Regions from separate parts of the Rattus norvegicus genome. Here region 2 is linked to region 1. A link is a contact called in public Hi-C data. All regions are on one chromosome and are shown on one strand. Each heading gives the region's core, a stretch centred on a gene start, on an enhancer-like site or on the middle of the called end of the contact. The rest is flanking DNA. Distances are from core to core; before and after follow the strand shown.

What was found. A called contact is a pair of places that touch in the nucleus more often than the background predicts.
Region 2: a Hi-C map of Schwann cells shows a contact between it and region 1, with 3 times the contacts expected there. The contact joins two enhancer-like sites. A contact is called at or near these places in 2 of 12 Hi-C or Micro-C datasets (Schwann cells and mammary epithelial cells).

What each region holds. Positions count from the first base shown.
Region 1 is chr1:222,138,862-222,146,282 of GRCr8, reverse strand. No RefSeq gene overlaps it. Among named protein-coding and RNA genes, the nearest start is that of Rnu12-2l, 430 kb to the right of the region's middle. Within about 2 kb of position 3,897, at least 5 of the 93 cell types and tissues checked have an H3K27ac peak or open chromatin away from gene starts, as enhancers often do. A contact at or near this core is called in Schwann cells, where this site is marked.
Region 2 is chr1:222,303,315-222,310,735 of GRCr8, reverse strand. No RefSeq gene overlaps it. Among named protein-coding and RNA genes, the nearest start is that of Psat1, 340 kb to the left of the region's middle. Within about 2 kb of position 2,560, at least 17 of the 93 cell types and tissues checked have an H3K27ac peak or open chromatin away from gene starts, as enhancers often do. A contact at or near this core is called in Schwann cells, where this site is marked.

The sequences.
Region 1 (7,421 bases), core at 2,648-5,147:
CAACAGATAGAGGCCTTATATCCAAAATATACAAAGAACTCAAGAAGTTAGACCGCAGGGAAACAAATAACCCTATTAAAAAATGGGGTTCAGAGCTAAACAAAGAATTCACAGCTGAGGAATGCCGAATGGCTGAGAAACACCTAAAGAAATGTTCAACATCTTTAGTCATAAGGGAAATGCAAATCAAAACAACCCTGAGATTTCACCTCACACCAGTGCGATTGGCTAAGATCAAAAACTCAGGTGACAGCAGATGCTGGCGAGGATGTGGAGAAAGAGGAACACTCCTCCATTGTTGGTGGGATTGCAGACTGGTAAAACCATTCTGGAAATCAGTCTGGAGGTTCCTCAGAAAATTGGACATTGAACTGCCTGAGGATCCAGCTATACCTCTCTTGGGCATATACCCAAAAGATGCCTCAACATATAAAAGAGACACGTGCTCCACTATGTTCATCGCAGCCTTATTTATAATAGCCAGAAAATGGAAAGAACCCAGATGCCCTTCAACAGAGGAATGGATACAGAAAATGTGGTACATCTACACAATGGAATATTACTCAGCTATCAAAAACAACGAGTTTATGAAATTCATAGGCAAATGGTTGGAACTGGAAAATATCATCCTGAGTGAGCTAACCCAATCACAGAAAGACATACATGGTATGCACTCATTGATAAGTGGCTATTAGCCCAAATGCTTGAATTACCCTAGATCCCTAGAACAAACGAAACTCAAGACGGATGATCAAAATGTGAATGCTTCACTCCTTCTTTAAATGAGGAAAAAGAATACCCTTGGCTGGGAAGGGAGAGGCAAAGATTAAAACAGAGACTGAAGGAACACCCATTCAGAGCCTGCCCCACATGTGGCCCATACATATACAGCCACCCAATTAGACAAGATGGATGAAGCAAAGAAGTGCAGACCGACAGGAGCCGGATGTAGATCTCTCCTGAGAGACACAGCCAGAATACAGCAAATACAGAGGCGAATGCCAGCAGCAAACCACTGAACTGAGAATAGGTCCCCCGTTGAAGGAATCAGAGAAAGAACTGGAAGAGCTTGAAGGGGTCTCGAGACCCCAAAAGTACAACAATGTCAAGCAACCAGAGCTTCCAGGGACTAAGCCACTACCTAAAGACTATACATGGACTGACCCTGGACTCTGACCCCATAGGTAGCAATGAATATCCTAGTAAGAGCACCAGTGGAAGGGGAAGCCCTGGGTCCTGCTAAGACTGAACCCCCAGTGAACTAGACTATGGGGGGAGGGCGGCAATGGGGGGAGGGTTGGGAGGGGAACACCCATAAGGAAGGGGAGGGGGGAGGGGGATGTTTGCCCGGAAACCGGGAAAGGGAATAACACTCGAAATGTATATAAGAAATACTCAAGTTAATAAAAAAAAAAAAAAAGAAAAAGAAAGACAAAGGTGTAACATGAGAAAAGAAACCACTAAACACAGACACACGTAGACTCCAAAGTTGCCCTCATTTAACTCTTCATGTTAACTGTGCTTGGATTTTTATTAACTTCACTATTATTTCATATCATCATTTGTTGCTGTGAATCATGTCTGTCCATCCATCCATCTGTCTCTGTCTCTGTCTCTGCCTGTCTCTCTCTCTCTCTCTCTCTCTCTCTCTCTGTGTGTGTGTGTGTGTGTGTGTGTGTGTGTGTGTGTGTGTGTGTGCGCGCGCACACGCATGTGTGGATATTCAAGAACAGCTGGTAGGTGTCAGCTCTCTCCTTCTACCACGAGTATCCCAGGGATTAACCTCAGGCCATCAGACTGGACAGCAGGTACCTTGGTTTACCGGCCCAATTTTTGTTCTGAGTTCAACCTCATCACTTATCTTTCCCCTAAGAACTCTATAACATTGTTCATGATCATGTGGAATGTGGATTTTTTTCAGAGTCCAATTCTGAGTATAAATTAGACAACTACCTTACTGTATATTTTGAATCTGTAAAAGATTTTTGAGTGGTTTGTAAGGTTAACAGGAGGCAAAGGAAAAGCATAAAGAAGAGAGGTAAATTGAGCAGAGGTGCTATGAATGAAACTATATGCAGCCACCAGAACTAGTCACTACTGCTGATGCCAAAAAGTACTTGTGGACAGGAGCCAGGTATGGGTATCCCCTGAGAGGCTCTGCCAGAGCCCTACTGATACAGATGAGGATGCTTGCAGCTAGCCATTGGATTGAACAAGGGGATCCCAAGGGGGGAGTTAGAGAAAAGACTGAAGGAGCTGAAGGGGTTTGCAAACCCATAGGAAGAACAACAATATCAACCAACCAGACCCCACCAGAGCTCCCAGGAACTACAACCAATGAGTACACATGGAGGGACCCATGACTCCAGCTGCATATGTAGCAGAGGATGGCATTGTCCAGCATCCAGAGGAGAAAAAGCCCTTGAAGTCCTGTGAAGGTTTGTTTCCCCAATGTAGGGGAATGCCAGGGCATTGAGGTGGGAGTGGGTGGGTTGGAGTGGGAGCTTCCTCACAGAAGCAGAGGGAATGGGGAGAGATATGAGAGGGAAGGAAAGGGGGATAATATTTGAAATATAAATACATAAAATATCCAAGAAAAATAAAATTTAAAAATGTGGTACATTTACACAATAGAATACTACTCATCTATTAAAAACAATGACTTCATGAAATTCTTAGGCAAATGGATGGAATAGAAAATATCATCGTGAGTGAGGTAACCCAGTCACAAAAGAACACACATGGTATGCACTCACTGATAAGTGGATACTAGCCTTAAAGCTCAGAATACCCAAGATACAATTCACAGACCACATGAAGCTCAAGAAGAAGGAAGACCAAAGTGTGGATGTTTCAGTCCTTCTTAGAAGGGGGAACAAAAATACAGGAGAAAATACGGAGACAAAGTGTGGAGCAGAATCTGAAGGAAAGGCCATCCAGCGACTGCCTCACCTGGGGATCCATCCCACATACAGCTACCAAACCCAGTCACTATTGCAGATGCCAAGGAGTGCATACTGATATGAGCCTGATATAGCTGTCTCCTGAAAGGCTCTGTCAGAGTCCGACAAATACAGAGGTGGATGCTCACAGCCAACCATTGAACTGAGAATAGGGTCTGCAATGGAAGAGTTAGAGAAAAGACTGAAGAAGCTGAAGAGGTTTGCAACCCCATAGGAAGAACAACAATATCAACCAATCAGACCCCCCCCCCAGAGTTCCCAGGGACTAGACCACCATCCCAAGAGTACACAAGGGTGGACCGATGGCTCCAGCTGCATGTGTAACAGAGGATGGCCTTGTTAGGCATCTGTGGGAAGAGAGGCCCTTGGTCCTATCAAGGCCCAATGCCCCAGTGTAGAGGAATGTCAGGGCGGGGAGGTGGGAGGCAATGGGTGGGTGGGTGAGGGAGCATTCTCATAAAGGCAGGGAGGGGGGGATGGGATAGACAGTTTCTGTAGGGGAAACTGGGAAAAGGGATAAAAATATCCAATAAAAGAAAAGAGTAAAAAAAATGAAAACAAACTCCCTCCTTTGTTCAAGTACATAATCTCAATAAAGTCATTTGTTTACTCCCCCCAAAAAAATGAAAAAGAAAAAGAACAATACGAGACACAACACAGCTTTTCTCCCAAGGCAAGGTGAATAAACGGATGGAAGTGGTACCTTGCCTTTGCTTCTTCATGATAAAGCAGAAGGCAGCAGAGAAAAACATCATCAGAGCATTTTTTTTCATTTGGGGGTTAAACTAGGCCACAAGATCAAAACTTAACCTCATTTGAAAGAAACACCCTTGTGCTATGTGCAGTTCCTAGCATGTGCTCACACAATGTGGGAGGAGGACACATGGCCTCTGGAGTCAGAGGACTTGGTTTTCATCCCAGTTTGGCTGCTTGCTATTGTTCTGACCTTGGATGTGTAATGTGCCTCTTTAAACTTTGCTATGTCTGAGACACAGGGCTAATATTAACCGTCTCCAATGCATGAGGTAAGCACCTAACAATGTCATGTTTCTTTTTATTATTTCATAAAAGATATGGAAATGTAATTCAGATGGACAGGTTATTATATAGCACTTTTGAAAACCAAGGGCCATAACATTTGATTATTACCCAGGAAGGACATTGCTCTGGACACGTTGCTGTCTGGCTTAAGGTCTAGCATATGAAACCTCTGTATGAATAATGTCTGTCTTTGAGCAGAAGCTATGATGGATCTGTTTTGTGAATGCTTTGAAATCTGGTCAATAGACTGCTTTTCAGTGCTAATGACAATAGACATTGCTTGCTAGATCCTGGCCCTGAGGTTTACCACAGGATGTCTGTGGCTGGGATGTTGCCGGAGCATTCCAAAGCAGTAAATCCTGCCAGCTGGACAATGAAGCCTGTGGTCCAGTGGTGCTAGCCAGGATGCAGTCAGTGAGTACAGGTCTCTATAGGAAATTACACTGGAGGTCTGTGGGAGAAGCACCTGACCTGGAAGCTGCCTGTGTTTTCTTCTGCTGAATGAGGTCCCAACTGAGTTTAGGGGCCGTTGCAGGTTTGAGCCACCTAATCCAATTCGCTTACCTTTTTTTTTTTTTTTAACAGATAGGAATCTGCCTTTTGGAGTCTTGAATTACTTGATGGCAGAGGACAGCAGGTGCCAGAAAACAGAGAGCTGCCCAGGGAGACTGTGCTCCAGGCACTTTGGGCTTCATGTTTCATCTTGCCCACGCGTGTAAGGGCACCAGTGGCAGCCAGCGGCTGGTCTGCTCTGCAGGCTGTGGAGCCAGGGAGGCGAGCTCGTGCTGCTGCCATCTCAGAGCCACTTAACGGCTGCCACTGCTGTCGCTGTCGCCACAGAAATGGGCTGGCTGTTGCTGTCAGACTGATGGAGGGGTGCAAACCCACCAGATTTTATGACTGTTTTATATCCACTTTCAACCTTAAACAACTATATTAAGTGCTCTTTGGGCTAGGCTGAAAAGCTTAAGGAACCTCATTACAGAATTAATTATCATGGCATTTTATGAAGGGGAAAGATGAATCCAGCTGGGAGACGCCTGCCCTGATTGCTGCCGGGGCTAGTGTGACTTCAGTTACTGCCAGGGGTGCATTTTGTGGGATTGGACAGACATACTTTTCAAGACAGGAAAGTGGAAGGGGCAGAGAGGAAAACAACAATAAAATGCCACCGATCACTTTACTTTTTGAAATTGTAAATCACATATAATAAAAGAGAAATTGAAACACGAAGAGACAAAGACTTTATTTATTGTTGAGAGAGGGCTATTAGGATGCTGGGCTGTGTTTCCATGGCACTGTGGAGACATAAACAGAAAACACAGGCTAATGCATTCGGTTAGGCATAGATTTTAAAGTCTAATGTGCAATCTAAATATGTATCACATGTATTCTTGCTATTTATTTATCTATTATAGATCCACCGGTGAAGGGAGACTGCCTAACTAATGGGAGACTGTGATCCGTTTGTAAATATGCCTGCGAATTCAAACCTTCACCATTTGACTGATGTCTGTGGCTTTGCTGTGTTCTTTGTTGCCTGAGGATCACTTGTTAATCTACCCTTGCCTCTTCCAGACTTTGGGCTGTGAACACAAATGCTTTAATCCACCTTCCAGGCAGGTAACCTGAAAGCAGGGAGTGAGCGAAGTTAGTATGAGTCATGGCGAGTGACAAGGATGCAGGATACTGGCAAGCCCAAGCTCTTATCACTCACTCTCTCTCTCTCTCTCTCTCTCTCTCTCTCTCTCTCTCTCTCTCTCTCTCACACACACACACACACACACACACACACACACACACACACACACACACACACAGACTAGCTTTTCTTTCATGAGATCTGACACATTTTAAAGAGAATAAATCAACCTTCAATTTAAGATTACAGACTAAGAAATTGCTGTTTTGTGCAAATACATTAAAGTAGGCAGAGCCCCAGGAAAGCCAGGTTATGATGTCTGGTCTGTTGACTTTGCTATCAAACCTTTACCCTCCAGCTATACAAACTACCCACTGCACATAATGAGTCAATGTCCACGTAGAGCCAGAGTCCCTTGTTGTCTCCCTGGCTGCTGTGGCCCCATCTGCCTACTGAGTCTTCATAACTTCCAGCTTCCAGGCCCTGTGAGAAAAGCATCAAGTAGAGGGACATAGAAACAAAATTCCAAAGCACAAAGCGCCAGAGAGAACAGCAAGAAAGCAACTGCTGGAAGCAGAGCCAGGTCTGGTAGAGCCCAGACCTAAAAACAGTATGGATACCTCTGAAAGGACTCATTATCCAGGCAGCTACTCACACAACCAGTACTCATTAGGCTTAGGGAATGTGTAGAGGAATGGCTGCCTACCTAAAGTCAACTGATACTATTAGGGTCTACCACAACTTTTAATTCCAGAAGTTTGCCCACCATTTTTCTATAGGAGGGTCGGGAGCAGAGTAGGCAAGGGGGCCGTGTTCTATGCTCTATTATAAGTAAATCAAATGCTTCAGAAAGACTGTATTTTTTTCCAATACCCAGGTGTAAATTCCATTTTTGGTATTTAGGTTCATTGTTGGGTATAGGCTGGCTCTGAAACACAGCCTAGGACTTTGGAGATAGAAACACAGTCTGTATTGCTTGCAATAAAATGCTAAATTAAAAGTAAATATGATCTTGCATATAGCATGTTTTCTCTATCTCTAAAAATAGAGTGGATTGATTGGAAATATATAAATAGATGAACTAAAAACTCAAAGAACTACCAGAAACCCTCCACTGGATTAGATTTTCTATTTCTTTTACTTGGCTTCTTGACATCCCATGTGGGGCCACTGTTTTGGGCAACTGCCTTTGCCTCTTGGCTTTGCTTTCTCCAAGACTGTTTTCACACTGCAGTTGGGAACTACTGTATCTTCAACTTAAGTCTTGCATCCTCATCGTCATGATCATCATCATCACCATCCTCAAATATCTAGGAAACGCCCTCTTCTAGCTGCAAAGCAAATGTGTTTCTTTCTTGTCTCCTGGCCTGTCACAAAGGGGTCTGGTTTTCTGTGAAGATGATCCCCTTGGTGCTTGTATCACAGCATGGTCGAATTACCTGCCAAGTGCTTGCTGTATACATTATAGCTGTCTGATCGGAACTTTAATTCACATGTTTGATATTTTTTTTAAAAAAATATTTTCAAGGTTGAACTCCATAAATCCAGGTTTCTGACTGGGTTGTGTCTGCTTTCATTTTTCCTTTTCTTCTTGCATTTAGAACTAGAGCTTCAGAGGGAGAAGATACCATAAGGAAGAATACTATGCTTTGATGCATCTCAATTAATGAATACTGAGTTAGCCTGGGCTACAGAGTAATGTCATATGACACTGCTGAGTTAGTCATTTGAATGAGCCAAAGTTTTAAACCTTGAAGGTAACTTTTGCCCTCAGA
Region 2 (7,421 bases), core at 1,311-3,810, 170 kb before region 1:
TTATATATTAAAACTCGTGGAGGGTGGGTTGAAGGAGAGGAGACCCTGACTCTTTTCAGCCCATGTGAGGAAAATTGATGAATAATTCCTTTAGGTTTTCACAAACTAAGGCTGAGAATTCGGATACCATGAAATCCTTTGCCTCCTCAGTTTCTGGGTCACTGTGTCTACATGTCCACACTGGCCCGGTCTGATGCACAGTCTTTTACATAGAGTCAGCGTCTGCCTCCGACTCAAGTAATTTCCTGCCTACCCCCACTAGCAACATATGCAACAGACTGTTTCTCTAATATACAAAATGTCAAAAGATTGCTGCAAGGGTGCAAACAAGTCATCAGATGTCTATGTTTCCCCGGCAATTAAATAGTCACAACATGGCAGTCCAGAGAGAAAGCTTCCTGAAGTAACCGCGTGCAAAGGCAGTCACTGGCTTTGGGTGATGTTATTTATTGCCCTGTCTGTGGCAAGGAAAAGACATCCGCGAAGTAAAGATGGGAGATGCTGCAGTCTCTTGCTTTCCTATCAAATTTGCCCTAAATTTAAATTTAGACTTGTAGATTCTGACATGAAATGGAGGTAAGGCTTCTCTTATCATCTGACCTATGTCTAATCTAACCTATGGTTGACTGTGAGGTAGGGTGGCCTGTTATTAAAAATATTTACTGGGAAGTGGCAGACAGGAAGCAGGTGTGTTAACTCCTCCAGGAACATCTAATAGAAAGGTAACCTCTCGTTTCTCAAATTAATTTGGCAACAGCAGCAGAACTGATTTGGCCTTTAGGCAGCATGGGTTTCCTGACCGGCAAGGAATAGTCTTTCGCATATTAACGCAGTCAGTTTCCTTTTAGTGTAAGTTGCTTAGGGATCTTTGGTCTCAGTGGGCTGTGCCGAGGGTTTCAGGATGGGAAGCTTGGTGATCAATGGAACCAAACAGGAGAACCTGGATGGTGGTGAAGACAGAGAAAACCAGCAATCGAAATGGAGAGGGGAGGAGGTCGTATCTACAATGTGCAGCGTGGAGCTTGTTCTAGGAGAAGCCCCAGAGAATGTACTGTTTTGCCAGTGAATGCTCTTTCCGGCAGGATCAGACTGGAGGTGTAAGAATTTCGCTAAGGCGATTTTAAAAATGAATGGAAGGATGTATTTTGTATTATTGTTTTCCTATCAGTCCCGGCTCCATACATATATCACCTTTCTCTTCGAATTTCTCATTCATTCCCTCATTCGTTTTTGCAAATGTACCTGTTCAACTGCACTTCATTTTTATATGCAACAGAGGCCAGGTATTGTGGATTTGAGGTTGAAAAACATTTTGAGAACTTTTCAGATAATCATGGAACTCTTGCACACAAAAATTTATCTTTTATCTTATATAGTGGAAATGTTAAATGTTTCTATGTTTAGTATAAACAATATTAAAAGGCATCGACGTTTTAAACCAGAGATTCTCGGATTTTCAGGAACTACCCAAGGATTTGGCCAGCATCTAGTTCAGTAGGTCCAAGGTGGGCTTAAATGTTATGCTTCTCTCACTTGTACTTGGGGGATACTGACCTGCGGGGACCTCACATCGGGGACAGGGCTTTATTCTATGCTATTCTATGGCATGGTTTTAACATGGAAAGAGAAAGTTCCTACAGTGACAGAGGTCTCTAGTAGTCCAGGAGAGGTGTTCAGATAAGCCTAGCCTAGATGCTAGGCTGCTAGGCGGGGACTCTGTTGATGAGGCATCGTTTCCTGTTTCCTGCCACCTGACTGGAGTCTTGTGGAGCACACACGGTGTCCCGTGCACCAGGATGCAGGTTTTCTCCTAAGAGAGGAATCAATCATGGCCTGCATCACTGTTTTGAAACATCACAACCGAAATGGCTTTTATGTTGCTAAAAGAAGAAGAGGAGGACGAAGAAAAAAGGCACAGCTTTTGAAGGGGAAAAATAGTTTTCCGATAACCCCCATTAACTACAGGGGTCATTGTGGCAGAATGAATGGGGTTAGAAATCTGCTAAAAGCTGCAGTATATGGTACGCGGTGACTGACAAGCCTTTTGCTGAGTAGTTACAAATGGGACTAATGGTTTAAACTTGTTAGTCATTGTCAGAGCCTCTGATCCTTGAGTCAGCCATGGAAGCTATGGCAGAAATCGATAAGGCGCCACTTTCCGCAGTGAACTGCTCGACCATATAGATTGCCTGAAGGGAAATGCTGAGTTCCCTCCCAGGCTGTCAGATGAAAGTGGGCAGCTAAATCTCCAGGAAGATTGACCACATTGCTCAGGGCAATTAGGCCTTTCACCACTTTGAACAGCCGATTATAAAGGCATGGGGAAGGGGCAGAGGGCAGAAGCCATCTTGGAGCCTTCCGAGCTGGTGGGGCATTTCTTCCCTCCTGGGTTAAGACTTACATGTTGGGGGCTGCCACTGGCCTGGCCCCTCCTCTTTTCCTGTATTTCCTTCCCTTCAGCAGCTCCAACAGGAGGCCAGGCAGCCGTAGCCCTTGGTTGCTGATGGACTGTAACGGCAGCTGAACTCCATCAGTCCTCCTTGGCACAGCCAGGGCTTCCCAATGGGCTCAGTTCAAAAACAATCAGGTCCCATTGTTCAGGGCCTTTTTGGGCAGAGCCTTGCGAGGGTGCCAAAATCATCAGGGAAAAAGAAAGTGCTTGTTCTCCAAACAATGACAGACAAGCAGCAGATTGGCAGCAGGCTGTGAGGGGCCAAGTGCGGCCCTGCAGGGCTGGGCTCTGACAGGAGTCCATATTTCATGTACAGAAAGCTGCCCGGGTCCCTGCGGCCCAGATGTACCAGAGGAGAGGAGCCTTGGGAAGTGGCGAAGCTTTGCTTTTCTGCTTCAAGGCAAGGGGGAGTGGCTTCGCCTTGCCTATAACATTTCTGGCCTCCTGCTTCAAACACCAACTTGAATGCCTTTGGTTTCTACTGTCCCTGGTGCTGGGCGTCACCCCTTACCTACCTTAAATTAGACTCATGATTGACTTCTTTAATTTTCCTCTCCATTCCTTGCCAGACCTGGCTCCTTTGCCTGCGAACTTTAAGTTGCATCGTGAACCTTGGCCTTCTTGGTATTGTTTGCTGTCAAGAGGCTGAGAGGCAAGATCTGGTGAAATCATCCCTAATTACTGCACCGTGGGAGGGCCGTCAGTCCCAGCTTCGGACCACTCATTACCCTGGTCAGTGCAACTCCTGATGGAGAGTGTTGAAAGTCTGTTTTAGAAAGTTTGCTTGGCAGCTGGTGACAGAAAGAAGGGTTTGCATGTTAAAGGTCCAGATGTCAGGAAAAGACACTGACATTCTTTAGAAACAAAGGGTGGGTGTGGGACGCCATAGCTAGCTGAGGGTGGTCTCTTTCATGGAAGACACAATGGAGGGGGTTGCTGCCATTTTCTGTAGCAGCGAAAGAGGAGCTCTGGTCTCCAGGGCAGTTCTAATGGGTCATTTCTTGGCTTATCTTCAATTCACGATACAGCCATGGGATATCATCCATTATTAAGGAAGCTTCATTATTAAGTCACTCATTCACAGGATGGATTGGGAGTTGTAAAATGTAGAGCAGCAGAAGTAAGCCCTCTTGCGATTTGAGCTCAGGGTGAAGATACGTCCTCCACCGAGGCTGACAGTTGTTAACATACACACCAGTGGGGAGATGGCGGGTCACCATGCTCATGCAAAAGCATATGGGAGCCCTCTGCCACTTCACTCCATTTTTGCTGTGAACCTAAAACCGCTCTAGAAAGTAAATCCTGGGCACCGTGGCACACATGTAATTCTAATACCCAGGCACCCAGGGAGTAGAGGAAAGACGATGAGGATTTCAAGGCCAGCCTTGGCTACTGGGTGATTTCAGAGTCAGTCTCATGCTGTATAAAATCCTGTCTCACCCCACCCCAAACAAAAGGGGCGTGTGTGTGTTTGTGTGTGTGTGTGCTCACTGCATTAAGTGAGCATTTTTTTTCTTCTGCAAACCAAGAACACTTTTTAGGTACCCGGTGAATTACTTTAGACATATCCTTGACCACCAGGGAATTGTCTAGAACTTACAGAATTTTAAGACAAACTCAGGAAGACAATTGCTTTAATAATTTTCCTTTCAACAGAGAGTTTTAAAGGACAGCTCTACTGACAATGGCAGTGCAGGATTATAATACTGAGTCTTCACTCAACCCTGGATGGTTTGGAGCTCTGAATGTTAGTCCCTCTTCCTTTCCTGCAAATCGGAGATGGAATTTCTTCACTCCTTAGCCTCCCGTGTCTTCGGTCAGCAGAGCAAAAGTCTCTCCTATATGCTGCATCCTAATTCTTGCATCTGAGACTATGTTATGCTTTATGTCTTTGACAGAGGGACTTTTTAGCTAGAAGGATGGTAAAGTAACGCATAAAGGTTTATCTGGATTATCCAAGTGAGCTCAGAGAGGGTGAGATAGCCCTAAGTGTTTTGTTTTGAGTTTGTGTGAAATAGAGAATGTTGCTAGGTAAGCTTAGAAGAAAGGGACTCCCAGAATTAAAAGGAGCTATGGTGAATGATCTCAGAAAAGAGAACGAATGCCAAGATTCACATCACAGAGTCCTTGAAAACTTTTCTTTGTGACTCTGTAAAATATTACTAGCTATGAGGCAGGGCCCTCTACATCACAGGACACTCCCTTCAAGAACTGCACAGTCCTAGGATAGAGAGATGGCTACTGGTTAAGAACACACACTAGTCTTCCAGACTACCCAGGTCAGGTTCCTAGGACCCATAGGGGATGGTTTAGAACTGCCTGTGACTCCTGTTTCAGGGGATTGGACACTCTCCATTGACCTTCATGGGAACTGCCTGAATATCTATCAAGACAAAAACAGGCACACACATGTGCATACATGTACAAAAATTAAAAAATTCTAAAAGAGAATTGTATACTCCCAGATCTTAAATAACTTTACTTATGAAATCATATCATGTTTTCTCATGCTGCCCACTCTTTAACTCCCTTAATAGTCAAAACACTGAGGCTCAGATGGCTTCAAATGCATTTATTATTGGATAGGACAAGAACTATTCCTGTTTTGTTGAGGACAGGGGCCTGATTGGGGGCCAAGTACAGGAGTGTAGAGAGAATGGATCAAAATGTTTTGGGGAATATGACAATGTAAATTAAGCTAGCTTCATGAGGCTCAGTGGATAAAGGCGCTCACTGTCAAGACTGGTAACCCTGTTTTGATCCCTGAGATCCACACAGTGGAAGGACAGAACCATTCCTGTAACTTGTCCTCTGATGCACACACACTTACTGTGGCATACTCGTACTCCTCAAATACATTTTAAAATGCAATTAAAAAACAGCTTCATGGAGTATATTTTATTAGTATTTTTACTGCTTTGTCCCCTGAACAGTATATAACTTACAGTGGCTACTAGATATACACTTGTTGGCTCAATTAAATTGGCTAATAATAACAGACACAAGAAATAAGTAAATTAGAAATCATGAAGAACAACTTGGATAATAAAATCTGGCCCATCAACTTGTGAAAAAGGCATACTTTAACTATAGTGGGAGTTCTTCTGCCCAGATGGGTTAGTGTGTAGCACATCTTAAGGGACTTGGTGCTTTCCAGTAGGGCTGCAGGTAAAGAAACCTGTGATTTCCCCAAGAAACCAAGAGGTCACTGCCTGTTACTGAGGAGAATTTAGGACTTCTCTGCTTGAAGGCAGATCTAATGAGTCCATGTGGGGAGCTGTAACCTCCCTGTAACACAGGATATGGAGGGTACATTGGACCTTGAACAATTAATCAGTGTTATGGCATAACAGCTCAAATATGGAAATTCTAAAGACCTACATGTTGACAAATGGCCAATTTATGCTAAGATCCATCAAGTGTGCTGGAGCATTTGAAACTATCACCGCACAATCATGACATGGTCATTATCGGGTCGCAAATCGTCCAAGGAAATGACATGCCTCAGGAGGCAAGATTTGCCCACAGAGCCTGCCTCTTTCTAAGCTCAGTGTGTGGCTGGCTTGCTGTAAACGAAGCGATCCAGCATGTAGATGAGCTCCCGTGTGGCAGCTGCATGGTGGAAAGCAATTATAACACAGAGGCAACTCTGCAAGCAAGAACCAGGCCCCTGAAATATGACCACGTCCGCCTCACCACCAATGGAGATGCCAAACTGAAATACACACATAGTCGTAATGGAGAGAGAAGCTGGAATATATAATAGCGAGGAGAGGAGCTAGGGATGCTCTCAGCATCCTCCACGGAAACTGTGCTCGGCAGAGGCTGTCTTGGAAAACTCATTAGCTCCTTTGAACTTGAAAGGGAGGACTCTTCCAGGGACACCGCAGTCCACTGTCTCCTTTAATAATGAGCAGAATGGTAGAGAGAAGGCATCACACATTTTCTTTTTGTTGACTACACTAGTCATTGCCATCACTCCCCTCTTCTTAGACATAGACTTTGTCAGAAAAGCATGGGCTTTGAGCCAGGAAGACCGACCCAAAGGCTGCCAAGATTGACAGATGGCAGGTAGCCATCTTGACTGACCAACTAGGCTTTACAACACAGAGCTCAAAGCCTGGCTTGATATTTGAATATAGATATCAAAGCTTGGGCATGAATGACCCCTTCTGCACATCTTACCTTCTGCAGAGTGAGAAGATGTCACATAGATACAGAGACAAGAGACTGCACCGAGGGGCTGCCTCAGCAGTTAAAAGCTTTGGCTGGTCTTTTATAGGCTCTGAGTTCATTCCCAGAAACCACATAGTAGCTCACAACTGTCTGTAATGGGATCTGATGCCCTCTCCTGTCCTTCAGGCATACATGCAAATAGAGCACTAATTATATATATGTATGGGAAATATGACCTATAGAGATGAAGTTTAGCTTCTGATTTGGAGCCTTAGTTTCAGCCTCTCATGAGGCCTGCAATAACTTGTATTCTTGGATTCTGTGAGCCAGCCACATGTGGGTTTAAAAATACAACCATCTTTCTTCTGCTAATGAATAGGATTTGTTTAGGTGATTCAGGTTTATCAGCTTCCTCAAAACAACCACCCTTCAAGGCAGACATAGTTACTTCAGCTTTTTATGAGGAGAATGGTCTCTTCAAAGTCACACAGTCAGTAAATGGGGGAAGTGGTGATTTCTATTGAAGCTGCATTTGCATCGAAATTGATTTTACATTTTCTGTGCAATCATTAAACCACCTACTAAATAGTAAATGATTTATGCTATAATTTGAGAACAGAATCTATGTTGAATTACTGAATCAACTTGAGAGTATGACTAGAAACCAAATCATCTTTATTTAAATAGCTAATATTGCTTATGTTTACTTGTGAGTCTAAACTTGCACAGGCCCTGAGGAGAAGAATCTTATATGTAAGTGTTTCTCCGAGGTGGAGAGGAATAAGGGTTTAAG